Regions from separate parts of the Mus musculus genome. Here all the other regions are linked to region 1. Evidence: chromatin contacts called from public HiChIP or PLAC-seq and promoter capture Hi-C data. All regions are on one chromosome and are shown on one strand. Each heading gives the region's core, a stretch centred on a gene start, on an enhancer-like site or on the middle of the called end of the contact. The rest is flanking DNA. Distances are from core to core; before and after follow the strand shown. Region 1 holds the start of Fjx1 (four jointed box 1). Region 2 overlaps Trim44 (tripartite motif-containing 44). Region 3 overlaps Trim44 (tripartite motif-containing 44). Region 4 holds the start of Pamr1 (peptidase domain containing associated with muscle regeneration 1).

The links. Promoter capture Hi-C pulls out the DNA fragments that hold promoters and counts their contacts. HiChIP or PLAC-seq counts read pairs in DNA pulled down with a chosen protein or histone mark.
Region 2: a CTCF HiChIP or PLAC-seq map of CD8 T cells shows a contact between it and region 1, with 9 read pairs. The contact joins the enhancer-like site here to the promoter of Fjx1 in region 1. A contact is called at or near these places in 2 of 15 datasets of contacts at CTCF or cohesin (CD8 T cells and pro-B cells), 6 of 484 Hi-C or Micro-C datasets (the AML12 cell line, LSK cells, brain and 3 more), 3 of 115 datasets of contacts at active chromatin or transcription factors (CD8 T cells and embryonic stem cells) and 3 of 9 other capture datasets (adipose tissue, liver and pancreatic islet).
Region 3: a contact with region 1 is called in a promoter capture Hi-C map of hippocampal neurons, with 2.1 times the contacts expected there. The contact joins the enhancer-like site here to the promoter of Fjx1 in region 1. A contact is called at or near these places in 8 of 39 promoter capture datasets (the 3T3-L1 cell line, the C10 cell line, the HPC-7 cell line and 3 more), 2 of 15 datasets of contacts at CTCF or cohesin (CD8 T cells and pro-B cells), 2 of 484 Hi-C or Micro-C datasets (the AML12 cell line and neural progenitor cells) and 3 of 115 datasets of contacts at active chromatin or transcription factors (embryonic stem cells and fetal liver).
Region 4: a contact with region 1 is called in an HNF4G HiChIP or PLAC-seq map of pancreatic cancer cells. The contact joins the promoter of Pamr1 here to the promoter of Fjx1 in region 1. A contact is called at or near these places in 5 of 39 promoter capture datasets (the 3T3-L1 cell line, embryonic stem cells, hippocampal neurons and 1 more), 15 of 484 Hi-C or Micro-C datasets (the AML12 cell line, adipose-derived mesenchymal stem cells, cerebral cortex and 5 more), 3 of 115 datasets of contacts at active chromatin or transcription factors (bone marrow-derived dendritic cells, embryonic stem cells and pancreatic cancer cells) and 2 of 9 other capture datasets (adipose tissue and pancreatic islet).

The regions. Positions count from the first base shown.
Region 1 is chr2:102,447,301-102,453,655 of GRCm38.p6, forward strand. Fjx1 (four jointed box 1) reads right to left here and starts at 4,492. Exons shown (of 1, transcript NM_010218.2): 1 at 2,066-4,492. The coding sequence starts at 4,288. The coding sequence ends at 2,936.
Region 2 is chr2:102,380,688-102,387,166 of GRCm38.p6, forward strand. Trim44 (tripartite motif-containing 44) reads right to left here. Exons shown (of 5, transcript NM_020267.2): 2 at 177-254. Among named protein-coding and RNA genes, the nearest start is that of Trim44, 17 kb to the right of the region's middle. Within about 2 kb of position 3,999, at least 74 of the 459 cell types and tissues checked have an H3K27ac peak or open chromatin away from gene starts, as enhancers often do. A contact at or near this core is called in CD8 T cells, LSK cells, liver and 1 more, where this site is marked.
Region 3 is chr2:102,332,661-102,338,738 of GRCm38.p6, forward strand. All of the region lies in intron 4 of Trim44 (tripartite motif-containing 44), which reads right to left. Among named protein-coding and RNA genes, the nearest start is that of Gm52521, 31 kb to the right of the region's middle. Within about 2 kb of position 4,456, at least 18 of the 459 cell types and tissues checked have an H3K27ac peak or open chromatin away from gene starts, as enhancers often do. A contact at or near this core is called in hippocampal neurons and neural progenitor cells, where this site is marked.
Region 4 is chr2:102,547,054-102,553,393 of GRCm38.p6, forward strand. It overlaps Pamr1 (peptidase domain containing associated with muscle regeneration 1), which reads left to right and starts at 2,968. Exons shown (of 11, transcript NM_173749.4): 1 at 2,968-3,211. The coding sequence starts at 3,139.

The DNA of each region.
Region 1 (6,355 bases), core at 3,242-5,741:
ATGTGGAGATCAAACCTGTGCCCTTGGCTGACTGAATCAATGTTTCCCACAGTGCTACTAGAGGGTCCTCGACAAACACTTTGCTGAGTTAATTTATCACCGCGTATCAAGACCGATCTTGACCTTATAAACAGCTAGATTTGGCTTTGTTAAAGAGCCTAAGTAGAAGTTTCCTGGAGCATAAGGGGAAAAGATTTTTTTTCCCTTAAAGAGAAATGTGAATTAAGGAACTTTTTTTTGCATGCTTCGTATGTGTATGTTTTATATGTTAACATTTAAATCCCACAGTGCACGGACTGAATCTCCATTTCACAGATGAGGGAACTAAGTTAAATGATGTGCTGAAGGAAAGTATGTGAAGGGCAGGATTCAAGATTATAGTCTCCCTGCAGAACCCATTACTTTTTTCCCAAGTCATCCCCAGTTCAAAAAATGAATTGTCCCAAGGAGCATTGACCATAGCACAATCTTAATGGATCTTTCATTGCCCCAGTCTACCGACTAGCCACAAGGAATACCAACAGTTAAAGTCCTTTATCTGTACCTTTGTCTGTAATTATGCCTTGGTTCCCTTAACAACGCTACCATGTAATTAAACCGATTTTGCCAACGGGCAGCTATGCTTCACTAGAGAATCTGAGTAGAGCCCTTCCCATTAGGCTCTGTTTCCTGTTCATGTTACCCATGGTCAAGTCTGGGCTTGGAGCTGAAGCCCAGGAAGAATGTCTAGAATGCTGTTGGCCCAGAACGTGTGCATGCCCACGGAAGCTGTAACGGGGCAGGGTGCAGTTCTTGTGCAGCCGGTGAAACCCCTAACTTACTTCTACTCATTGCTCCCCTCAATGACATGTGCTGAGGAAAAAAATGCCAGTGGCCTAATATCTACCCTCCTCTTGGAGCAGCCTCCATTAACTTCCACAGCAAATCTCACAGTTATTAATCATCAGAAATGAAAAATGTCTCTTTTTCAAAAGTGTAATTATCAGAGGTCTCACCGTGTCTAGAAAGAAGATGTATTTGCCATTATCAGCACATTCTGTATTTAGTCTCTGAAAAAATTTGGCTTACACCACACAGTTTATGCACTGTATTTTTCTTAAAGCTAGACTAAGGCTCTGGAAACATAAGGATAGCATTAAATAATTAAATTACATACTATGTTATAGTGCTGAGTGAGAGGGGGGACCCACAGAGACTTAATACTTTCCTGCGTCCATAAAACTCAAGGTTTGCAAATGCAAGTCAAATAAAAAGCTATTAGGGTTGTGACTGAGAGTTGCTTGGATTGAAGATCATTAAATGAAAATGCAATAGGAAAGGTCACTTGGGCCCAGACACCAATCCAAATTTTCTAAATTTTAAGTTTCCCATTGTCCACAATCCAAATGTCATTGCCTAAAGTACTTATTGTTCCCTCTCTTGTCCCAGTGGCTGCCTTGAGAGGACATGCAGTTGTTGCTAACTAACCCCCCAAGCAGCCCAACCAACAGAGCACCAGGAGTCCAGATGTTGGAGATTATGATCTCTTGAATGCAGTGAAATGTATGCCAGAGATTAAAAGGCAGAATTAATTTATAACACCCTCTACCTGTTTGCAATCTGTGCTTAGCTTATTATCTGCACACATTGTGCTGCAAGGCAATTACAATGTTGGAAATAACCTGCAGCACGTGACCACTGCTGTTAAGTTTAAAAGGGGGCATTTGTCATGTTTTAGTCTGCACATCTGGTTCTATCATATTTACCACATGATTAATATAGGAACATATTACAGTGAAACCCTTTCATATCATTTTTATTTGCTAGGAAATGGAGCACTCTTCTTTCATCTCTTCCTGTTCCCTCTCTCCCTTTCCAGGCTGAACTCAAATTTCTAGTCCTAAGGTCCATTTGAGGGAAGACAGAGAAATCTGCTTTTGCCTTTGTTCAGCTCCCCAGCCCCAACCACAAAGGGGGTGGATCTGCATCCTCTGTTTTACAAAGCACACCCACTCGCCAGAGAAAACTCAACCCCATTCCAAAAGGAGATGAGACCAGAGCCCTCAATCAAATCAAACCTCATGAATTAAGTTCTAAATTTTAAACTCCCTTTTATTGAAATATAAGTTTGTTTAGTCTATTTACAGCACAATTTATGCACATATATACACACAGAAGGCAAATTCTGTCAAATAAAAAAGTTTTCTTACTAAAAAATTAAAATTAAAAAAAGTAAAGTGCATGAAACTGATTTTTTTCCCCCTCTGGTGAACATCATCATTGTCAATTTTGGTCAATTGGGAGACGCAGGAAGAAATTCATTATTGACTCTGCTTATAACTAGTCCTGAATTCATAGCCTTCAGGCCAAAATGATAGGAGTTCAGGAATGGGTGAGACAAACTGTCAGGGTCTGGAGGGCTCCCAGGGGCGGGGAAGTCTTGCTCTCTTTGTCCTATCCAGAGCTGTCCCTCAGCTTGGAACAGTTATCTCACCATCGCGCGCCGGAACAAAGGGCGAACACAGGAAGGGGGTTTCACCAGCCCTTGTCACAGCCTGCTCTGGGGCCACCAGCGCTGTGTTTAGTAGGAAATAGAGGAATTAGCTCAAACGGAAGTTTTCCTTTTTGGGAAGGGGTGGAGGGGGCGACAAAAATGGACTGCATCTCCCAAAGAGACTGCCATTCCCGGGCCAAACCCCAGCAGCCAGTTTCTTCGGATCCAATCTCCACACAAGCACAGAACTCTTTTTATAAGCTAGGTGGAGGGAATGTTACACTTCTCGCCTCGGTGAGTTTGCCCTTCCAGAACTTGGAAAGGAAACAGCCTGGCATGAAAAGAAAGGGGCAAGTGGGTAACACACAATTTTTTTTTTTAGACAGCTTGGCGATCAGACCATTGGGTGGGCGTTGGCTGGTTGGTCGTTGCCCGTGGCAGAGAAGACAGCCCTAACCCCCATCATTCATACCCCAGTCCCTCTCTTCCTCGGAGTGTTATTAAGTCCCCGGGCCGGCGGCCGTACTTGGCCTTGCAGTGCAAAATGTGTTTGGCGAGGAAGTCAAGGCGGCGCTGTAGCAGCTGAGCGTGGGGTTCTGAGAGCTCCGCCAGCTCTGGGAAACGCGGTTCGTGGCGACTGTAGAGGCGCAGCAACCGGGCCGCCGCGTCCTGACCCCGGTGCAGCTCCAAGACGCGCCTAGCAGTCCGCTCTCGGAATACACACACCGACTGTAGCAGCGGTTCGTTATACTTGTCCCACATGCCGGCTACCCGGTAGCCGTGCACCAAGCCCGCCTCATTGTCCAGAAAGACCAACGCCCCTCCTGGTCCTCGGTGCAGGTTGCTCGTAGCGCGGTGCATAACGCGTGGGTCCCACTGTAAGCTGAAGAGGTTGCTCACAAGCCGGTCAAAGTTGGCCGTCAGGTAATCGAAGAGGATCAGATCGGTCCATTGTACCAAGTCCACCAGCTCCGCCTGGCTGAGGTTGGTCAGCTCGCCCCCGGCGTCGCGCAGGGGCCGCAGACGGCCGTCCTCTGATCGCCAGGGCTCGGGCACCACCACGTCGGTGAGGTTAGGCAGCCAGCGCGTCAGGCTCACCACGCTGCCCTCGGTCCAGTGCGCGGTGCGCAGCTCCTCCTGCACCTGCACCCACTGCGCGCCCCGAGCCTCCACCCGAGCCAGTGCCAGCGGCGGCACGTGGCGCTGGAGGCCCAGCAGGCGCGCAAGGTAGTAGGACAGGGCCTCGCCCTGTATCTGCTCTGGGTTGATGCCGTAGCGTACACAGGCACGGGTGCCGTCGGCAAAGCGGGCTAGGCGGTTGGAACTGCGTCCGCAGCCCCCGCGATCCAGAGCCACCACCCGAGCACCCCGTGCCACCTCCAGCCACGCTGCTGCTTGGGCTTCGGAAAAGCCCCGGGGAACCTGCTCCTCCAGGCCGCGGCTCCAGAAGACGCCCCCGTGCACCGCCCTGCGCTCCTCTGGCCAGGACAGCCCGGAGGGCTCGTGCCGCCCGCGGTCGTCCTGGTGCCTCCTAGGCGGGTTATCCGCGCCGGCCGCCAGGGTGAGCAGCGCCCGGAAAGTTTTCAGGGAGCCGCCGCGGGCGTCCCATACTAGGGGCGGGGGCAGAGGGAATCGCGGCTCGGGCGCGGGGCCGCCACTCTGGATCGGATGCGGAGGGAGTCGATCTTCGGGCGGCCGGGAGGCTGGCAGCTCGGTCCGCGGTGGCAGGAGTCCTCCCCACAGCGTCAGCAGCGAGCTCAAAGCCAGCAGCCAGAGCCCCGCGGCGGCGGCGGCGCCCCGCATCTTCCTCCCCATGCTCCTGCCGGCGCGCCGGTGCCACCGCCGCCGCTTCAAGCCAAGCCCGGGCGCCCGGGTGCGGGCGGCGAGGCGGGCCCGGCTGCTAGCTGGCTCCGGGGCTTCGGGTGCCGGAGCCCCATCGCGGCCGCGGAGCGCTGCGGGGCTCTGGCCAGCGCTCTGCCCCGGCGCTGGGAACTCGCCTCCCCGTGGCTTCCCAGCAGCTTTTGTATTTCGCTGTGAGACCCTCCGGCGGGCGCGATTCACAGGCGCCCGGACCACGTGGGAGCGAGGGGGATCCCCCTCCCCCTCCTCTGCCGCCTCTCCCCGCCCCCCACTCCCCCGCCCCTTCCCTTCCTCTTCCCCTTAAAGCGGCAACCGATCCTTCCAGGAGCGAGAGGTGGCCCCACGTTCTGTCCCGGACTTCGGGGCGGGGAGGAGGCTGAACTGAGGGCGTCCGTGCGGGGGCGTCGGAGCGGGGGCGGGGGCAGAGACCAATTGTAGGGCTTGGGAGTAGCGGCGTGTCCGGTGCTCTTGTTGGGAGTGGGATGATCCCCTTGTACCCTCCTTTGGACTGTGTCTGATCTGAAAACTTCAGACAGCCCCCCACCGCAGTACAGGCAGGGGTCAGGGTGAGTCCTTTTGCTACCTCACTTGGTGTGATTCACGCTGGCTTATGTAAATTCCCCGGAAAGTCTCGAGCCCTAGAGGATGTGACTCCAGCTGGGAGAGGAACCATCTGTAGCCAATGACTTTGAACCCATAACCTCTCTCCAGATGCAAGCTCCCCGGTATGGATCATTGCAGGCTTGAGAGCAATGAGGTTAACTTCTGTGACTTTTCTCAGGGATGCTTGGAATTAAACCTTGCTGTGCAAGTTGGACAGCCAAGTCAGGTCCCCTGGTCGCATGCCACTTGGCTTTCCCATTTTAAAGAAAGTTCAATATGTAGAGATAGGGATATCTAGATAGATATAAACACTTATTGTCAACATTCTCACCTTGTTTTTAAGTTGTCATTTAGTCAGTCACTTTATTCCCAATTATAAATTTCTCCCAAACAAAGGAAAATAAACAATTGTTTTACTAGTTTAGTGTAAAGGAAAAAGGACTAGTGGGAAGTGGGGCAGTGAAGAAAAAAACAAACCAACACATTATAAAAACTGATGCATCTTCCTCCAGACTTTCTTGGATTTAATTTACCAGCAAATCTCTTGGAAACAAACTGAATCTTTCCTTTCCCTTCTTGTATCCCATATTTCAAACTGGAGATTCTTAGTCATAAGATCAGAGCCGTGAGGGGTCCTGAGAGCCAGAGCTGGCACTGCCAGGGAACTGTCCCAGGACAGTACGTATGCTAAGCAGGTTCTCTTCTGACTCCTCCCCGAGTCCTACAGCCAGAGTTTAAAATCGGTTTCTTTCACATTGTGTGTGTGTATGTGTGTGTGTGTGTGTGTGTGTTTCCTTTCCCTATATTCCTCTCCTGGGAACACATGCGAGGTTTCAGCTGGGCTACATCTGCCTGTGCTGTGTATATTTATTCTGGAGTTATAGGGTAGACAATGTAAAATGTTTGTGACAGAGTAGATACATTAACCTTCCAAAACATGGCTGACCCAAGGCATACACCTTCCTGGGTTTCTTTCCCACTGGTACCTTGTGTGCCACCTGAAAGTGTGGGGTCTTTCTTAAATGTGTTCCCAACCACGGGGCTTCTTGTAGTGCTTATCTGATAAAAGGATTACAGTGCCTTCCATATGGATCCAGTACAATATATTAATTCATTAAAAAGTTTTTTTTTCTTGCCTCATGCAAGCTTCCCCCTGTCTTTCCCTAGAGAGCAGGGACTGTCTCTTATCAAATTTTTATTTCATATACCAGCTAATATAGTATATTACATGAAATAAGAACTGGATTCATTGAATTTAATTTTTGTCTTTTGATGTAACTTTTAGGTGTTTTTTTCCCCCTGCATTGAGTTTAGTGTGGGCAAACTGTAAGCAAGATCTCCACCTTGTGGGCATAATCAGAATATCCTCTAATTAGAGAACTACATTTTATAGTGGTGATTAAGTTAAACTCAGAACAC
Region 2 (6,479 bases), core at 2,749-5,248, 67 kb before region 1:
TTGTCCTTAAATAGGTCAATCCAAAAAGGGAATGGTAGGGTACTGCAGGCTAACTGGACAGAAAACTTAAGGATTAACTGATCTAAATAGATGATCATTAACATTCCCTGGACTCAGACCAAGGAGAGCAAATGCTTAAGGTACCAATACCTGGTTAATTCCAAAACAATACTTACTTTAGGGTCTGAGCTCTTGAACTTTAACCTTTCCACCAACTCTATCATTGCTGCCTTCAGTCCACCGGAATCTTTGCTCTAGAAGAAAAAAAGTCAGAGTTACTAGGTAGAATATGATTGATCTCTCAAACACAGTATTTCAGGGGACAGAGAGGACAGTGACACAGAAAGCAAGTCTATCTTATCAGATGAGAGGACCAAACAACTAAGGAAGGCATGCAGCCCCATTCCCCTTCTCCATGGACAAGGAGTCAAAGTACAAATGGTTGGAACGAAAACTAAACACAATTTGTGGCTGGATGTGGTAGCACTTTCCTTTAATCCCAGTACCCAGGAGAAAACTAGCCTAGATTACATAGTGAATTCCAAGCCAGCCAGGCTATAGAAGGAAGGGAGGGAGGGCAGGAGGGGGTGGGGGGTGGGGGAGAGGCAGGCGAGGGAGGGAGGGAGTGAAAATTAAATAAACACAATTTGCTCAGGATGATTTCACTGCTTCATCTCAGACTCAACTATGTCAAGGCCCTGCAAAAGAATTTCTATCTTATGGACTACTGATTTTTATTTTGAAACTTTATGTATCTGATACAGAAGTATTCATATCAGGTTTAAATTCAAATCAAATTACTATAGTTAAGAAAGCAAATTTTTGAGTCAGACACATGGCTTTGAAGTTGTCACTAATTAGTTAAGTAATCTAGGACAAATTATTAAATTTCTCAAACTCTTCTCTCTTGCCTACAAAACAGGGATAATACACAAAAGTAATTATGAGTAAATGGATATGGGTAAAATGAGGTCATTTGAAATATCTGCAGAAGTATTAGCAGAGTGTACAGCATACAGTAAGTGTTCCAAAATGACACCTGCCTGTCATTTATAGTACAGTGGAACAAAAATGTGATGTGAGCCCCCACAGAGGCAAGCCTCTATATAATCTTAAATTTGAGAGTACAATCCAACAAAAATGTAGTGTGAGCCCCTGCCCCCACCTCCAGGCAAGCCTCTATGTAATCTTAAGTTTTAGAGTAGCTATAATAAGAAAGTAAGACCACCTTTAATAAATTTTGCTTAAATTATTATGTCTAAAATATCAGCAACATGTAATTTCAATATGAGGTCTTACCTATTAAGTCTCTGACCTTTTTCTGCTCTGGCCCATATCTTCTCTTGGAAATCCTTTCTTGCCTAATAAATTATCTCCCCCCCTCACTCACACACACATACACACACACACACACACACACACACACACACGGCACTCAAGGTAGGGGGAGAAGGAGATGGAAGGAGGGAGAAAGACAGAGACAAAGAGAGAGAGTCTTATGATTCCTACCCATCCCCAACTAGGTCTTCGAAATCTAGTTCTTATTCATACAGCCCAATTCAAGCTCGACTAGAGACATTTTCTGTAACATGAAGTGTCATGTTACATGTGGCTAGTGAGCACTGTAAAGGTCAGCACAGAAGGCAGACCTTTCCCATATGGCTTCAAAAGCCAACTCTATCACCAGCTGTGTGATATTAGGCAAGTCATCTTACCTCCTGCACCTCTACTTCTTTCTCTATAAAATGGAGCTAGCCATAATAGTACCTGTTGCTGAGAGATAATTACATTCATGTATACCAGGATAGTTAGAACAGGACCTAGCACTGGATAAAAAGAATGAAATATGTATTTAATTACTGTTTTTTCTGATTTGGGATGTTTTGAGTTCCTTAAAGGCTAGAACTATTGTTTAATGTCTGTATCTCTTATACCCTGTTTCAAGAAGGTGTTGCTTTCCCGGGGCTAGAATAACGGCTCAGCAGACAAAGTGCTGCCACTCTGTGGTTGCAAGCCCAGTGATCTGAGCTCAGTTCCTGGAACCCACACAAAGGTGGAAACAGAGAACTGATTTCACAAATTTGTTCTCTGACCTTCACACATGCACGGTGGCATGCATGCCTTCAAATATTTTTAGGTCATTAAGGTAGTGTTTAAAACAAAGGTGTGAAATGTCCATTGAAAGAAATGAATAACTGAATATAAAATCTTAAGAAAAATGTTCTTATTGTAATACATGCATGTAGCAAAATCTCAAGTCACAAGAACTAATTTATTTTCTTATCTCAGAAATTCTATGAAATAGGACAAGACCACTTATTGTTCAGTAAGGAAACAAGCATAAAGACAATTATTGTTATTTTTTTATGGGAGAAGGGTCAATTAAGGTCAATTATTTCTGTAATATGTAATAAACATATTACAGAAATCACTTACTCAAGATCAGCTACAAAGTCAATTCAATCCCTCCCAAACAGGAAATCCTTTGGAAGATCCATTCCATAAATTAGAATACACTAATGGCTCTTCTCCCACTAACTGCCTTCCCCTCCCAAGACTACAAGCAGAAGGTCTAAGGTCATGTGACCATGCCCAGCATTTGCTTTAGATGTGCTCTTTGAACACAACTCAGATCACATTTCCATTCTAGCCATGGTTGTAAAGTTTGGTAATTTCTATTTTTTAAACTAGCTTCTCTACTCGTTTAAGCTTTTAATCTCTATGGTCTTGCAACTGACAGTTGGGAACAGAAATTTAGAAGTCATATACCAGGGAGGGTGAAACCTTAGTACTTAAAAAAGGCTTAGGTTGCCAGATACAATCCTGCTTTTTATAAGATAATCAGACAAAAAAAGCCTGTCTGGTGATATCATTCCTCTAACCTATTTTCATTGGCTGAACAAGCAGGTCACTTGTCCCTGGAAAGCTTTCCCCAGCATCTCTCTCTCTCTCTCTCCCTCTCTCCCTCTCTCTCTCTCTTTCCAGCTGCTGGCACCCATTTTAAGCTATTCAGCAAGAACACTAATGGATTATGACTTTACCCCTGGCTGTAGAAAAAAGAAAGGAATGCACCAAACCATGTCTTGCCGCCTTGTCTTGTCTTTCCTTCAGAAAACGAAGAATGAAGGAATCCCTAAGCAGATGACAGACTGAAGGCAGCTGTACCTTGCTAGTTTAGAGATGAGGAAACCCTTTGTCTTTTCCTAAAAATGCATTTCACCACCAGAATCCTTCCTCCTGCCCACAAAGCATCAAAAGCATGGCCTCCCCAGGGGACACACAGAGCAGCATCTGAGAGCCTTCCTTCAGGAAATCCTACATTCTACATTTCCAGCCAATTCAAGAGTTATTTTCAAACATTCATTGGGCTTTACATTGAGCCTGCTATGTTCAGCCTCAAAACAAGTATGAAGAATAGCTTCCCTAATACAACCACCCCCAAATAGAAATGAAAATGAAAGTCTCTTAGAGCAAACCTGTCTCTAACAAGTTCTAGAATTGATGCAAAACTACAAAAGGAAGATTCTGGTCCAAGTTCACCCCATCCACGGCTTGTATTCCCCACACCTACTCCTTCCTGTACTCTATGGAGCCTTATGCATATTCTGACAAACAGACAGCAATCTGGTAGGCTATACTAGGAGAGCAGTGCCCAGGCACTAAGTAGAGGGGGAAGATACCGACTGTTTCAAACTGAGCTACTCTGGAGGCCTGAGAAAGGGAAACAATTAAGTCAGAGAGCCAGAACTCAACCACCAAAGCCCAGAGTGAGAGAGAGACTGCCCTGAAAGCAGGTGTAGAGAGAGAACAGGTCACTAAAAAGCAGAGGCATCCAGGGGCAAGAGGCTCAGTGAAATGATGTCACTGAGAAAAGGAGCCCTGCTTTCCGGCAGACATCATCAGAGGCTAATTATGAGGTCCAGTATTCCTGAGACTGAGGTTAGCAAGCTAGAGCCACCACTCTGCCATACTTTGCTGTAGAGGCAAGTACTCTGAACAAAGAAGTACTTGGCACCTATAGTGGGGCAGTTAATGAATACCTTCTAGGTTTTGAAAGGTCAAAGACAGATCCTGTACAAATCTCAAGACTGTTTTGCCATCCCCACCCCCAATACACTTGGGAGACATACATCCTCCAAATCTACCCCAGAGAGAACATTAACCACCCTAGGGGACAGAGTCTGGGGAGTCTCCAAAAAGAAAAGAGCATGCCCAACCCAATAACTACAAAGCTACATATGGACAGCAGAAGCCTTTGCTATGCAAAAGGAAGCTACTAAAGTGAAGAGTGACTGAGACTCTTGTAGGGTTCAGGCTCAGCACCAGCATAAATCTTCTGACAGGTTCAATTTACCTTCCCTAACCCAAGCACAAAATGTCAGTTTCCAATTTTTGGGATCCAAGAAGAGACTGCTCTAACTTTTAATTCCATTTTTTTAAATACCTTTTACGCTTTGCCTTTTGAAGCCAGTATTACCCTAAGGACAAAACAACAACTATAGATGACAAAGTTCTCAACAAAACACTTGAGAACCAAATTCAAGAATAGGCTAAAAACATCACATATCATGATGAAGTTGATTACACCACAAGGTTGGTTCAAAATATGAAAAGAAAAAAGGGGGGAAGGGAATACAAACAACTAAGGAAAAGTCAGACCTGCAAATATTTTTTATTTGTAGATCATATACTTAAAAGACTTAAAACTCTACAAGGCAAATTTCAGACTTAGGTACCTTCAGCAAAGAATTAGGATATAAAGATAAAAAAAAATTATGTACCAACAACAAACTTTGCATGAACAAGTTAGGAAAACTATCCCATTTGTAATAGCTTAAAAATAAAATAAAATCTTGAGCCTAAACCAAACCACAGAATTAAAAGACCTCTATTAAAAAAAAAAAAAAAAAAAAAAACCTAAAGACCTTAAAAAAAAAAAAAAAAAAAAAAAAAAAACAACTGAAGACTCTAGATAATGGAAAGACCTCCAATTCTCAAAGACTACAGAATTAATATTGTTGAAATAATGATATCACCAAAAGTGGTCTACATATTTAATAATCCACATCAGATTTTAAATGGCATTCTTCACAAACATTATGAATAAGACTCCAAATAGCCAAAATAATCCAAGCAGGGAGGGAAAAAAAAAATCAATGCTGGAATGGTCACAATTATTTAATCTTGGCTTATATTACAGAATCATAATGAATAAACTTTATGGTACTGTACAAAACAGAAATGTAGACCAAGAGGACCCAGAAACCACACAGCATGGTCACCTAATTTTTGACAAAGCTGTCAAATATACACTAGGGAAATGGGGCAACCACCTGTAGAAGAAATTAGATTCATATTTCTTTTCCTACACAAAAATCAAATGGCAATAAATCAAAAACCTTAATCTAAGATCTGAACTGCTGAGGCTCCTGGGCTCTAGGAGCTTTCCTCTAGAACCTGCAGGAAAACAGCAAACACACATCAGGATAACGATACAGGAGGCAGGTGACAGTGGAGGCAGGTGTGGTGGTGCGTATCTTTAATCCCAGCACTGAGGAGGCAGAGGCTGAGCCTGAGGCAGGTCGACTTCTGTGAGTTCAAGTCCAGCCAGGGCTACATAGCAAGACCAAGTTTCAAAACACAAATAACAAAAAAGCAAATAAAAAGCCAGGTAGTGATGGCACACACCCTTAATCCCAGCAGAGGCAGGTGAATCTCCTGACTTGGGAAGCCAACCTAGTCTACAGAGCTAGTTTGTGGATAGCTAGGCCTTTCTCAAGGGGAACAAAAAGATACAGAGGTAGATGTTTAATGCAACACTATTCACAACAGCCTTTTTATGAAACCAACATAGGAATGGAAAAGTATGATATATACATACACACAATGCAAATGTTTTCAAAAAAGGAATGAAATTATGGCAATGGCAACAACTGGAGATACTCATATTAAGCCAACTAAGACAATGGCAAAATGCTAAATAGCATATGTGTTCTCTTATTTGTATTTGTACTTAAATGTATGTGTACATATTGTACCTGTGACTTGAAAGCAGAAGTAATGTTAAGGGGACCAAGGAGAAGACAAGAGTTGGGAAAAGGGAGATTATGAGGGGAAATATGTTCAATATTGTATACTAATGTACAAAAACTTAAACATAAAGAAAGATTTTTTTAAAGTTTGAAAAGAGGGCTCAATGAGTAGACCCAGAAACCATAAAATTATTAAATGAAAATTCCAGTTGGAGAGGTGGGCTATTTGCCTTTGAGTTACCAGCCAGGGGAGCCCCAGAGACCCTCAAAATGATAAGGCTATTGCTTATTGCTGTTGGATTCTCCCCACGACTATATGCTAAGACCATGTCACTGAAGATACCACATACTTTGGTTACAGGATATAGAAGAATCAAGTAGGAGCTGAACTGAAAGTTTCCTCCATGCTGACTAGCTTTCATAGTGCCAGAAGGTTCCATGCAGGCT
Region 3 (6,078 bases), core at 3,206-5,705, 110 kb before region 1:
TGCTTTCTAAGTCACCTTCTTGCAGGAGCGCAGCAGCTTCATTATGTGCTCACTAGTGTACATGTGATGTTTACATCTTCATTTGTAGTGGGAAGAAATAATGATAGCAGTGAAGTAGTATAGAAGTCCCAGTATTTTGAAGCAATGTGCAGTACAGTTTCAAAGTATGAAGGTACAGTACATTATATCTTTTACATCATCTTCCTGAATGGCAACTCATTAGGAACATGCAGTGGAGAAGGAGCAGCATGCCCACAGCTCATCTAGAGGAACACTGCTTTCCACGAGTGGTTTGTGGGAAAGGTACCTTCTGATCACATATGGAAATGCTAGGTTAAACAAAAGAAACACACCTTATTATCACAGGACACCCTACCCTGTTTCAATCACATCAGGGGGTTGTGGAACTCCAAGAGATAGGGAAATAGGCGGCATTTGCCAAACTTAACACTGGCACATGGAACTGAGTTTACAAGGTCAAGTTAACAGTTCAATTCACAGTCAGTCTCATTCTTGGGAAGCCCTGTGCTAGAGGATTTCTACTTGTAGCCCCATGTGACATTGGTCTTTCTAGTAGCTTGATAATTCTTTAGGCTTCCAGAGGTTTGAGCCAACAGAAGGAAAGAAATGTGGAGAAGGCCATAGGCTAATATAGTAAAGAGACAAATCACCATAAGGATTGTGTGTGGTTTTATTTTCTACTAAGATCTAATATCTAGCTAGCACTGTGTCACACAGGTTATACATTTGATAAAACCTGTTATACAGCCTGATAAACAAAAAGTATGATAGAAAGCTCATTGAGATTTTAGATGACAGTCACAACTTTTCTTCAGCCTCTAATTACTTCAGTTTCTGTATCTACTGTGGTGGTTTTAATATGCTTGACCTGTGAGAAGTGGCACTATTAGAAGATGTGGCCTTGTTGGAGGAAGTGTGTCACCGTGCAGGAAGGCTTTGAGGTCCTATACTCAAGCTCCACACAGTATGGAAGACAGACTCTTTCTGCCTGGCTACATTTGGATCAAGACACAGACCTCACAGCTCCTCCAGTATCATATCTGCCTGGATGCTGCCATGATTCACACCATGATGATAATAGACTGAACTTCTGAAACTGTAAGTCAAACCCAATGAAATGTTATCCTTTAATTAAGAGTTGCCTTGGTCATGGTGTCTCTTCACAGCAATGAAACCCTAACTAAGACAAAATTTGTACCAGGGATTGGGGTATAGCTCTGACTATGTTTTTGTTTGGAGGATTGTAGATTTTGGGACTTTGGATTTTGAAGTTTTGAGTTTAATGGGCCATGATAGGAATATGTCAGACATGGTGTTGGAGGAGCCAAGATGTCTACATCTTAATCCAAAGGCATCCAAGAAGAGAGTTTCTCTTCTGCACTGAGCAGAGCTTGAGCATAAGACCTTAAAGCTTGCCTACACTGTTACACACTCCCTAATAGTGCCACTTCCCATGGATCAAGAGTATTTTAACCTCCACATGACACCTTTCTTCTGCCTTTAATTATTTTTTTCCATATCTATATGGAAAAAAATAAAGAAAGAGTCTCTCTTCCATACTGTGTGGAGCTTCAGGCTGAGACTGAACTTGAATTTTTGTTCTTGCTGTCTCCTTTTCCCCAGTGCTGGGATTACGCTGTTTCTGTGGTGCTGGAGATTAAACCCATGGCTCCATATACCTGAGGTCAAGACTTTACTATCTAAGCTATATCCTTACTGGATTTAAATGTTTTGTTCATAATGTATGTCTATCAACAAAGACAATGTTAGAACAAAATAGGTACTCCATATAAACTGAAATAATAATGTTTTGTTCTTTTAATACTCGGCTGCTTGAAAATAAAATCTGCCTCTCCCCATATACACAACACACACACACACACACACACACACACACACACACACACACACACAGAAAAACATAAGGAAACTTGCCCATATATTTTTCTTATAAAAAATACATTCACTAAGGATGTTTGGTTAGGCATATTGTTAAGAATAGCTTTAGACCAGCATGAGCTAGAGAAGTAAGTTAGGGAAAAAAAAATTCACAGCACTACAGCACTCGTACTTACATGATCAGGAATTGAAATACTGAACCAATCTTGAGTTACAAATGACCCAGGCTTCAACAATAGAACATTCACCAATATTGTTTAGGTAGAAAATTTTGTAAGTTAAAAATCCTATTTTCAGGGCTGGGTAATGGCTAACTGTGTAAAAGCTCTCTGCACAAGCATGAGGACCCGAGTTTGGATTCCCAGCATTGTTTTACAAGAAAGGTATAGTGTGCATTGGTAATATACAGAGGTGGATTGTGAGACAGTTAGATGTTGTGGGCTTGCTGGCCAAAAGTTTAACCCAAATGGAGAACTCCAGACTAAGTGAGAGACCAGTTTAAAGAGTAAGTTGGAAGGTCCAAAGAGATTTCTCAGTAGCTAAAGGTATTTGTTCACTTAGGCAAGTTGTCTGACCTCCACGTGTACATTATGGTACATGTACACACACACACACACACACACACACACACACACACACACACACACACACACACACACACAGTTAATATGCCTTCCCCTGCCCAGGACCAGCTCTTATAGTATCAGAAGTTTTATCTCTGGGGTAACTAAAAGCTGTCTAATTAGACTTAAGGCTAGCTCAGTAGGAAGGAAGGTGTCTGGTGTTCTAAACCTAACCAACTACCTATGCCTGATGAGGTTATAGAACCTAGGGAAGAGCCTACTACTGCTACTTTAGGATCCTAAACAACTATGATACCTAGTTGTATTCTAAATACTCATACCCATAGAGAAATGTAGCTCTTAGCCCTCATCAAAGAAACTTCTTTCTGCAGCAGATGCAGACTATGAACAGAGATACGCAGCTGGTGGAAATGTAAAGGTCAAGTGGCTGTGGGATGTCCAATCTCAATTGGTACATCCATAATGTAATCTATACACCTAAGTCTCAGGGAATATTATAGAAGCGGGGACAGAAAGAATCTATGAGTCAGAGGACCACAATGCCTATCTTTAGACATGATAGGAAAACTGCACTCACAAGATATCAAAAACATGGTGCTAAACATGACCTTCATAATGACCATACCAGTAGACATGCCAACAGGGATGGAAGAAATTCTGAAGGCCCACCCTTGACGAAGAGCTATAGGCCATGGTTGCTGAGAAAGAATCAGTTTTCTCCAGAGATAGGTCCCCTGATAGGTTATCCAATCCCAAGTGGTCCACCCTAAACACATGTACATAACAAGTACATATGAGCACACACATGTAACAATAAGAAGGAAGAGGTGATGAGTTTGAGAGGAAGCAGATGGAAGGAGTTGGAGGGAGTAGGAAGGGTGGAAATGATGGTCTGTAGTAAGAAGGACCTTATACTTTTTCAAGGAAAGCCTTTCAACATCAAATGCCTGAGTCTGAGCCTTTCATGGAGCTAATCTGTATAACTACAATATACAATAAACATTTCTATTCCTCTCTTTAAAAATAAAGTAATAAGAAACCTAGAATCTTGAGACAAGTAGGGAGAATGATAGAGGAAGATGCTTGATGTCAACTGCTTGAATATACACATGTACATGCATATATATATATATATATATATATATATATATATATATATATATGCACAAACACAGTTATTTCTTATTAAATTGAGACATGATCTCCCAACAGAATGGTATAAGTAAACTTACAAGGACCTACCAATTTGCTGGCTTGCTTTAAAGCACATAACATTTCTGGGTCTGCTGTGAAGATAATAGTCTTTTTCCTAGGTAGTAAGGTTAAACAAGATAGATGCTAAGCCATGTGTGTGAGTGTGCTTTATTAATACAGCCTCTAAAGCACTGATGAGATAATGCTAAGATCAAGTATCTAAGCTGGTCACTGCTACAAGTCCCTTTACTTTCTGGAAAACCATTTCTCCTATCTAACTGCAGAGGTAGAAGTTCCTAAGAAACATGCTTATGGCTTCCATCCTTCAGAGTTTTAACAGTGTTTCTAAATTGCTTCTGGCCAGGTGGTGTCTCTGAGGTACTCATTCATATGCCCTCCTGAGTTTGTTTCTCAGCCTACCTAACATCCTTCCTTGCGTGTGCTCCTTAAGGAGACTCAGATGTCTATGGGAACCTGACCCTCATTTTTGTACATCAAATTCTGCAGCAGAGGGGATAGATGCTGAATGTTAGGGGAACGCTGGGTTGATGCATCTGTGCCTGGCCTTTGCATATATGCAGCTTGCCAGTAATTGCTAAGTTTTCTCTCTGACAATTATCCCCCACCACCACCAATTTCTTCACTGCTCCCACTCCCCCCACCCCCAGTTAATTATCAGTTCTGGAATTAAACTGCTTGCTTCTCCTGCAGTTGTCATGGCAACAGTTGGCCTGCACCTGCCACTGGGTGAACAGTGGCTCTTTCAGAAGAGGCAATGGCAGTTGCTGGCTCCACCAAAGCCAGGGAGTAAACTAATGTTTACCTGTCTGGGGACTGAGGTTCCTCTTTATTCTCCTTCAGATTCTTCCTTGGCAAGCCTAATGTCAACTTTTTTTGTTTTTCAAACTGCTTGTTTGTATTTGACAAAGAAAAGGAAAATGGTGGTAAAGGGCTGAATCCCTGTTGACTGTTAGAATCTTACCCATCAAGCTTTACTTATTTCCACTGAGTAAGTTGTAAGATCTAAACTTCTGTCTCCTGACAAAGGGACTGCAATATAAAGGCTGAACACAGAGAATTTTAAGACTGCTAGATTTGGGTTCTAACTCCTAGTGATACTGCTTGCTAACTGTATGGCCATAGGTGAATCATTCAGCTTCTTACAGTATCAATTTTATCATATACGTAAGGGTGGTCAACGTAACTATAATTCTAAGTTACTTTAAAAGCTCTGAGATTACATTGGTCTAGCTCCCATTCAATGTTCATGGGATCAGTAGTCCAGTGCTGTTGCTGGTTAACTACCTGGACAGCTCTTAAAGATAGGACAAAGCTGCCATCTTGGTCACTTTATACTTGTCCGAGTGACAGTAACTCTGGACAGATAAAATACATTGTGCCCCATCATCTAGATTAAAATTCATCTAAAGCCAGAACAGAGAGATACTAAGGAATGATGGTTTCCCTGCTTGACTTCCTTGAAATTCTGTCAGCTCCTCCCTCTCTGCGCTGTTTTTTCACATGCTCAATCTCACTTTCCTTTAAATAGAATTGATGGAACTAGAGTGTAGACATGTAGTCACCAAGGAAACAAAATCTTTTCATTTTACAACCACATTTCAACCTACAGAGAACTGGTAGTGGTACTGAGGGCTTCTTATATAAAAGGAGTTTTTCTTCCCTGAAACACCTGCATATGATGGGTAAGAAAGTTTTTCTTTTGTGAACCTCTAACTACTCATGTTTAGGGTGTCTAAACAAGTGCATCTTAGTCTGTGGTTAAAAAAACCCTCAGTATTTGAGATACCACCCTGCGTACATATACATATCATATACATATACATGTTCTGTCTTTTCTTAAAGATTTGAAATCACTTCCTTACAGTTCTAATATTAAGGAAACTTCTACTTAGTGTACCTAAACCTTACACCACCTCAAAAAGAAAGAAAAAAAGAAAACCAAAACAAAACCTACTAGTATGTGTTCCCAGCATGTTTTATGTATGCCTCCTTAAAGTTTCCGTTGCCCTTACCTCCCCACTACCATCAAGAAAGGAAAAAAAAAAAAAAAAAAAAAAAAAAAAGGAAAGAAGGAAAGGCAGAGCAAAAGAGGACATTAGAAGGTAGGAAAATATGCTGTTACCTCTTGCCTGTCTCTCACTGGGAAGAAGGGAGAAGGAAAAGGAACTTGAGACTAACCTGCAGGTTTCTTGTAAAATACAACAGACTCAATAAACAATTATGCTGTGGCTACCCACGTGTGAGGGGGACATAACAAGGCTATCAAATAGTGTTACTCTTTAAAAATGAATTGAGTTTTGACTTCCTAAAACGTATTCTGCTAAGAACCAGGCTATAGTGGTTAGGAAGACAAACAAGA
Region 4 (6,340 bases), core at 1,718-4,217, 98 kb after region 1:
CTGTTTTATGTAAGATTCCAGTTACCTCAATTGTACCTTGCGAATATGTCACCCAACTTCCTATTGTCCTCTGCATAAAAAGTCTGATGCTCGTGTTGTAAAATTACACTCAGATTCCACACGAACTCTCCTGTGTGTGTGTCTGTTTGTCGCTCATCCATGCTTTGCCCACCCGCATCGAGAGACCCCATTCCAGGCAGACACAGGGACCCAGAATGTCTGCGGCAGTACAGCTACTGTGGGGAGTAGGATGCTGGGTATTGGTGCAAAGAGGCTTGGGTGATGGAGTCAGTAAAGAAAGAGATGGTCCTGACAGCTTGCTCTTATAGGGCTTGAGAAGCCCTAACATATACAGGCATTTAGAAATGGAGCTACGTCTAACCCATTGCTCCTACCAACAACAGAGCAAACTCTTCCTCTAGTTTCTGCCTTGCACTCTTTCAGATATCCTATTTTGTGCCATTTTTCTTCTCTTTAATACCATTCTATTTTGTTTTGTTTTTCAAGACAGGGTTTCTCGGAGCAGTCTTGGATGTCCTAGAACTTGCTCTGTAGATCAGGATGACTTCAACTCAAGAGATCTGCCTGCCTCCTGAGTGCTGAGATCAAAGTTGTGTGCCACCACCAACTGGCTTCAATGCCATTCTTGATGCTTGCTTATACAAATGTCTCCTGGTTGGAGAAGTTGACAATGAGGGAGAAAGCTCATACTGAGTTTTCTAAAGGTCAGTCTCAGGACAGACAATGATGATGCCTAATATTTATTTACAGCAGCCGTGTGTGCTAGGCGTGCGGTATCTTTGCATGAATAATCTCATTCCATCTTTCCAAGAGTTTCTAAAACAGGTTTGATCATTTTGCCTACTGTATACTGAAGACAAGCTGAAAGAATTGAGTAACTCACTCAATGTCATGTAGCTAGAAAGTGAAGCAAGGACTTGAACACAGGTCATTGAATGCTGAGTTCTCCCAGTCTCTTCAACTGCTCTTACCCATTCCCCTCCATGGATGGAGGGTCTGCCATTCTTACTAGCCCTGGCCTCCAGTGAAAAACCATATCTCACTGAGTACAGAAAGTAGAGGCCTGTGTCATGGTTCCTGTCTTTCCAAACTTTCCTGAGAGCTGGTGTTCAACCTTCCTCAAATTGTCTATATCATCTTGTCCCTTCCAATTCCATGGTTTTCTCTCTGCTTCAGGCCTTCATGAGTAGTCTAGGGAGATAGTCTTCTTGGGATTTTACTTTTCGAAATCATCAAAGCACCCCAAAACCTAGAGGATAAAATTTAGAAACCCTGTCACACTCACATTATGTTCTTGCTCATTGCCAAACTCCACACAATTCTCTTCAATGGGTTCTCTCCCACTCTTTCTTTCAATTACTTACCATCACTCAATTTGTATATGTGCATCCATCTATCTATCTATCTATCTATCTATCTATCTATCTATCTATCTATCTACCTATCTATCACTTATCAGTCCACAAGTATGTATCTGTCATATGTCACTTAACTGTGTGCCATCCATCCATCCATCCATCCATCCATCCATCCATCCATCATCTACCTAAACAATTTAAAGTGCATTTTGTTGGTTAACTTTGCCATACATACTTTGAGCAAAATGAATAAGTACAATTTAGAGACTAATTCATATATATGCATTGTTTCTCAAGGGCACTGGTCAGGTTCAACCTTCTTTCTAGAAAGTTCTCATTATTCTCCTCCGTGGATGGAGATATTACTTTTCTCACTAGCCCTGAAGAATCATCCACGCCTCATAACTTTGAGTTTTAATCTAACATCACAAACTAATATTGGCACATCCCAAAGTCCCAGGTCTAAATTAGACTCAAGTATATTATGCTTTGCCATTCGTAGCTCAGTGATTTCATGCAAGTGACTTAAAATCTGAATCTTTTTGATTCCAGAATTTATAGAAAACGCTACCGATTGTACGTCTTGACTAATGGTTAAACTTACTTTTATGTGGGTATCACCTTTGAAGCTGTACACCATAGTGATTAGGACTACCGTCTGTGGATCTGATAATCATAGGCTCAAACCTCAGAGCTGTGCCCCTCACTTGTGTGACCTTAGACTCTCAAGGACTCCTTTTCCCTGTTTGTGGAATAGAGACACTCGGGTCCTGCCTGTATGCTCTTGGGGAGTATCTTGTGCTGCCCCACCATCATGAACTCAGATCAGGATTTCCCAGTAGCCTGTGTGTGCAGTTGCTCAGAGCAGAAAAGGGGAAAGAAAGCGCTTGGAGGTAGAGCAGTGTTGAGAGGGGAGTGCAGGTGGGTTTACTCTATCCTCCCATCGCCTGTTGGGGGAGGGCATACTCGGCCTTATATGGAGGTGGGTGGCAATTTTTAGGAGTATCTCCTTCTATGGATTTCAGGAAATAAACTCTGGTCCTAGTGCTTGAACAGTAAACAGCTCTGTCATTCTGTTGGGCCCCAGGCCACTCTTCTAATCTGTCTCTGTCTGCCTAATTTAGGTGACCACAACCAATACCTGCCCCAGCCCCCCATTCCAGCCTTCCATGCCACCTTTCTCAGCCTCTTCCATAAGCCTCTCATCTCAGGTTCTAGTACCATCCTGCCCTCTCAGCCTCCCATCCCAGTGCCATGCTAGCCTCCTAGCCCAGCCTCCAATCCTCCTTTCTCCTCTCAGCTTTCTAGCTCAGGTGCGGGATGTTTGAATGAGCATCCTCCCTAGCCTCCTCTGAGAGGTCCCGCAGCCATTCCTACTTCTGGTCCCAGTCAGTGCTGCCTGCCACACATCTCTACCTTCACTATCAACAAAGGTTGATCACGGAAGTCCAGCGAGAAGGAGCGGGCTCTGGTATCCCGCTGTCCCCCGTAGATCGCTGTGCACTGGCCTCCAGGCGTGGTCACGACTCCCCGGGCCTCTCAAGGGTTAAGAGGAAAGCTTTGGGCTGACGTCGCTCTGGCCGAAGGTGGTTCCCCTAGCTGAGGGTGGGAGAGCCCGGCGGGCTGAAACCCGAGCTCTGTTTCAGCTGGAGCTTGGGGAGGTCCCGGCAAGAGCAGAGCCCGCTGCCCTGTTCTCGCCTAGGCATCCCTCCAGTCACTCCCCTCCAGTCACTCGGTACCGACACAGCAACGGGAAACGATGGAGCTAGACAGATGGGCGCAGTTGGGGCTGGTGTTCCTGCAGCTCCTTCTCATCTCATCGTTGCCAAGAGGTACTGTTAGTGACCAGGAGCCCTTTGCGGGGTCTGATGGGGAGCTGGACAGGTTGGGGTTGTTCCAGCGATAATCTGGGGTTTCTGGCTGGGAGCTGGATGCTCCCGTTGTCCGCTTTAAGAACAGGATGATATTCCTAATTGTGGGACTAAACTATGTCTAAGCTAAAGAAGAGAGCTCTTGTGCTATCTATCTATCTATCTATCTATCTATCTATCTATCTATCTATCTATCTATCTATCTATCTATCTTTTTTTTTAAAGGACCACATTCCCCTGGGAAGCCCATTCCCTGTGAGTTACTGGCTCTGATTTGCAAAGTCAAAGTTTCCTGGGAAAGTAGTCCCGCAGGGTTGAAGAACAGGGATTGGGTGGGCGTTTCTCCAATGAACCCTGCTTGATAAAGCTGTAAGGTGGGAACTCTTTAAAGCAGACCCCCAGTACAGGAGCTCTGCTCGCTCAGAAAATAGCACACATCCTGGGGAAACTTAGAAGAAATGGGCAGTCTGTTTCTGGGTGTACAGCGTTTGTTTTGAAAGAGTCCTGGCTCCTTTGTTTCCCACATGTCGCGTATTTGTCACCCACAGTTCATAGGGGATGGGCTCCTACGGGCACAAGAGAGATTGGGACATGACAGCACTTTAGGCATCCTCTTGACAGATTGCAGAGCCAAAGCCAGGCAATGACAGGTCTCAAAAGAGGATCTTAGTAGGCAGGGAGCAGGGACTTCTGTCTGTGTCTGTGTGTCTGTCTGTCTTGGGTGGCGGCAAGGGTGAGGTGTGAGGTGAATGAAGCCCTGCTGACGGGTTGGGGTGCAAGGAGGTGAAGCTAGAGGCTACAGGTGTGAGGTGTGGAGCGGGAGAGGTGAGGTGAAAGCAGAGAAGGTAACCTCCCAGATGAGCAAGCACAGCTGCGATTTGCCTGAGAGGGGTGACTTTGCTTAGGAGAAGGCAATCCCTTCCTGTAGCCTTTCTGTACTGGCTGGCAGTACCCTGTGTTTTGTACAAAAGGAGGGGTCTTTGCTCTAGCAGGTGGGTGGCAAGTGCCCAAGAAAGACATGAGAGTAGAGCACTGGCCTGCTGCAGAAAGAGAGACCACAGCCTTCAGAGGCGTCTCTTTGTGTCAACACAGAGAGTCTAGAAACATGAGACTTCCCTTCCCATGTTTGGTTAATAATTTCCATGTACAGAAGCCCGAGTGTGTTTAGCTAAATCTCCCTTAATGATTTACTGCCCCAATGGTGGGACAGTACTGGGGCTGGCTATATATCTCAGGGGCACAGAGCTTTGAAAATGGTTAGCTTGTCTCATCCAAATTTAACCTCACTGACATCTTGTGCAGCCTAGATAATGGATGAAGAAGGAAGGAGGATCCCTTTGAGGAGGGTTTATAATCCCAAAGCCTAAACACTTGGGATGACTTCAGGACTTTGCATTAAGATTCATCCTCACTTGAATGCAAATCCTCCCTTTGGTTATAAATCTCTAGGGTGTGCTGGGTGGACTACACCCACTCTAGAGGATCCTGCTTCCTCTCAGTTCCAGGGGGCAGTGTTTCAGACCCTCAGGGTGGCACGAGCTCGTTCCCCTGCTTAGCTTCTGTGCTGTGGTAAGTGAGACAGCGTCACTCTACACAACTAAGGAAACAGCTCAACTTGCCCAGGGGCTGAAAAACTCATTTATTGTTGACCTAAGAATCTCTTTTACCTTTTGCTATGGAAAAGCTCAGAGGAGGGTGTGAGGTGAGCTGTCAGCCAAGATGCTGACTGAACCAAATACTAGCTTTATGTGTTTAGCACGATTATCCATTGTGGAACTCAGGGCAGAAAACAGAATGGAGAAGGAAAATATTTCTTCCTGCAGGGAACAAGTCCACTCCCTGAGCCTGTCAAGAAAAGCTGGGAAGGACATTTCCTTTAATTACTTTTCTAAAAAGAGTATCTGGTATGTAAACACCCCGTGGGTTGATCCGGGAAGTTGTTGTTCATGGACATGTGATTCACATTGGAGGAGGAGAATCTAAACATGGGGCCAAGTGATAAACCTAACATAAACAGCATGTGAGGGGAAACCCAACTCCTCTGACTCCACCAGACTGCAGCAGCCCTGCCAGCGGGACTCTGCCTAAGAGGAAAACCTCACTGAAAATATGGGGCTCTGGGGAAATGAAATCTTAACACGGATCAGTTCACAAGTGTTGCTTCCAACAGACGTTAGCTTGTAGGGAATGAACACAAACCAACTAGAGAAGATAATTGGAAGCACAGACATTCAGCGAGCGGGAGCAGCCAGCTGAGACAGGGAATGTGAAGAATAAGCAAGGGAGAAGGTGTGGCCAGGAAAAAAAAAATTAGAGGTTCCTTATAACGGATCTGTTAACACATTCCAATGAGAGCTATGAAAATTGGTCTTCTGGCCAGGGTGGAGTTGTGTGAGGAGCATGAAGAGGGAGTTCCCCTAATATCTACTCTGAGGATGCCTGGTATCTCAACAGGAAAATAGCTTCATGGTGGATGCACTTCAGACACAGAACCTGGAGCCCCCTGAGCTGAATCTGAGCTGAAAGCCTCCTGCCTGAAGACTAGCTCTCAGATGGTACCATGAGGCACCATGCAAGCTTCCAAAAGACGGCCAGAGCCAGTAGTCCTACCAGCTATAACACCTGTGAACCACAGTGATAAGCATGATACAATAACCCTAAAGGTGCAGTAGTGGCACATATACATTGGTGGAAACCAAACGCTCTCTAATTAGACTTAAGATCCACTCAAAAAGAGGGAAAACATTGTCTGATTCCGTTTGCCATGGTAACTTTTCTATTGGTGTGATGAAATACAACGAGCAAGGGAGCTAACAGAAGAAACTGTTTAGTTGGATTTACAGTTCCAGAGGGTTAGAGATAATGATGGCAGAGCAAGGGCATGGAGGATAGTGGCTGGAGCAGTAGCTGAGAGCTCACATCTTGAACCAGGAGCAGCAGGCAGAGAGAGAAAACTGGAAATGGTGCTAGTCTTTTGTAAACTCAGAGCCCTCCCCTAGTGACATACCTCCTCCAACAAGGCCATACCTCTTTTCTTTCTGAAACAGTTCTACCAAGTGGGGACCAAATATTCAAATGTATGAGCCTTTG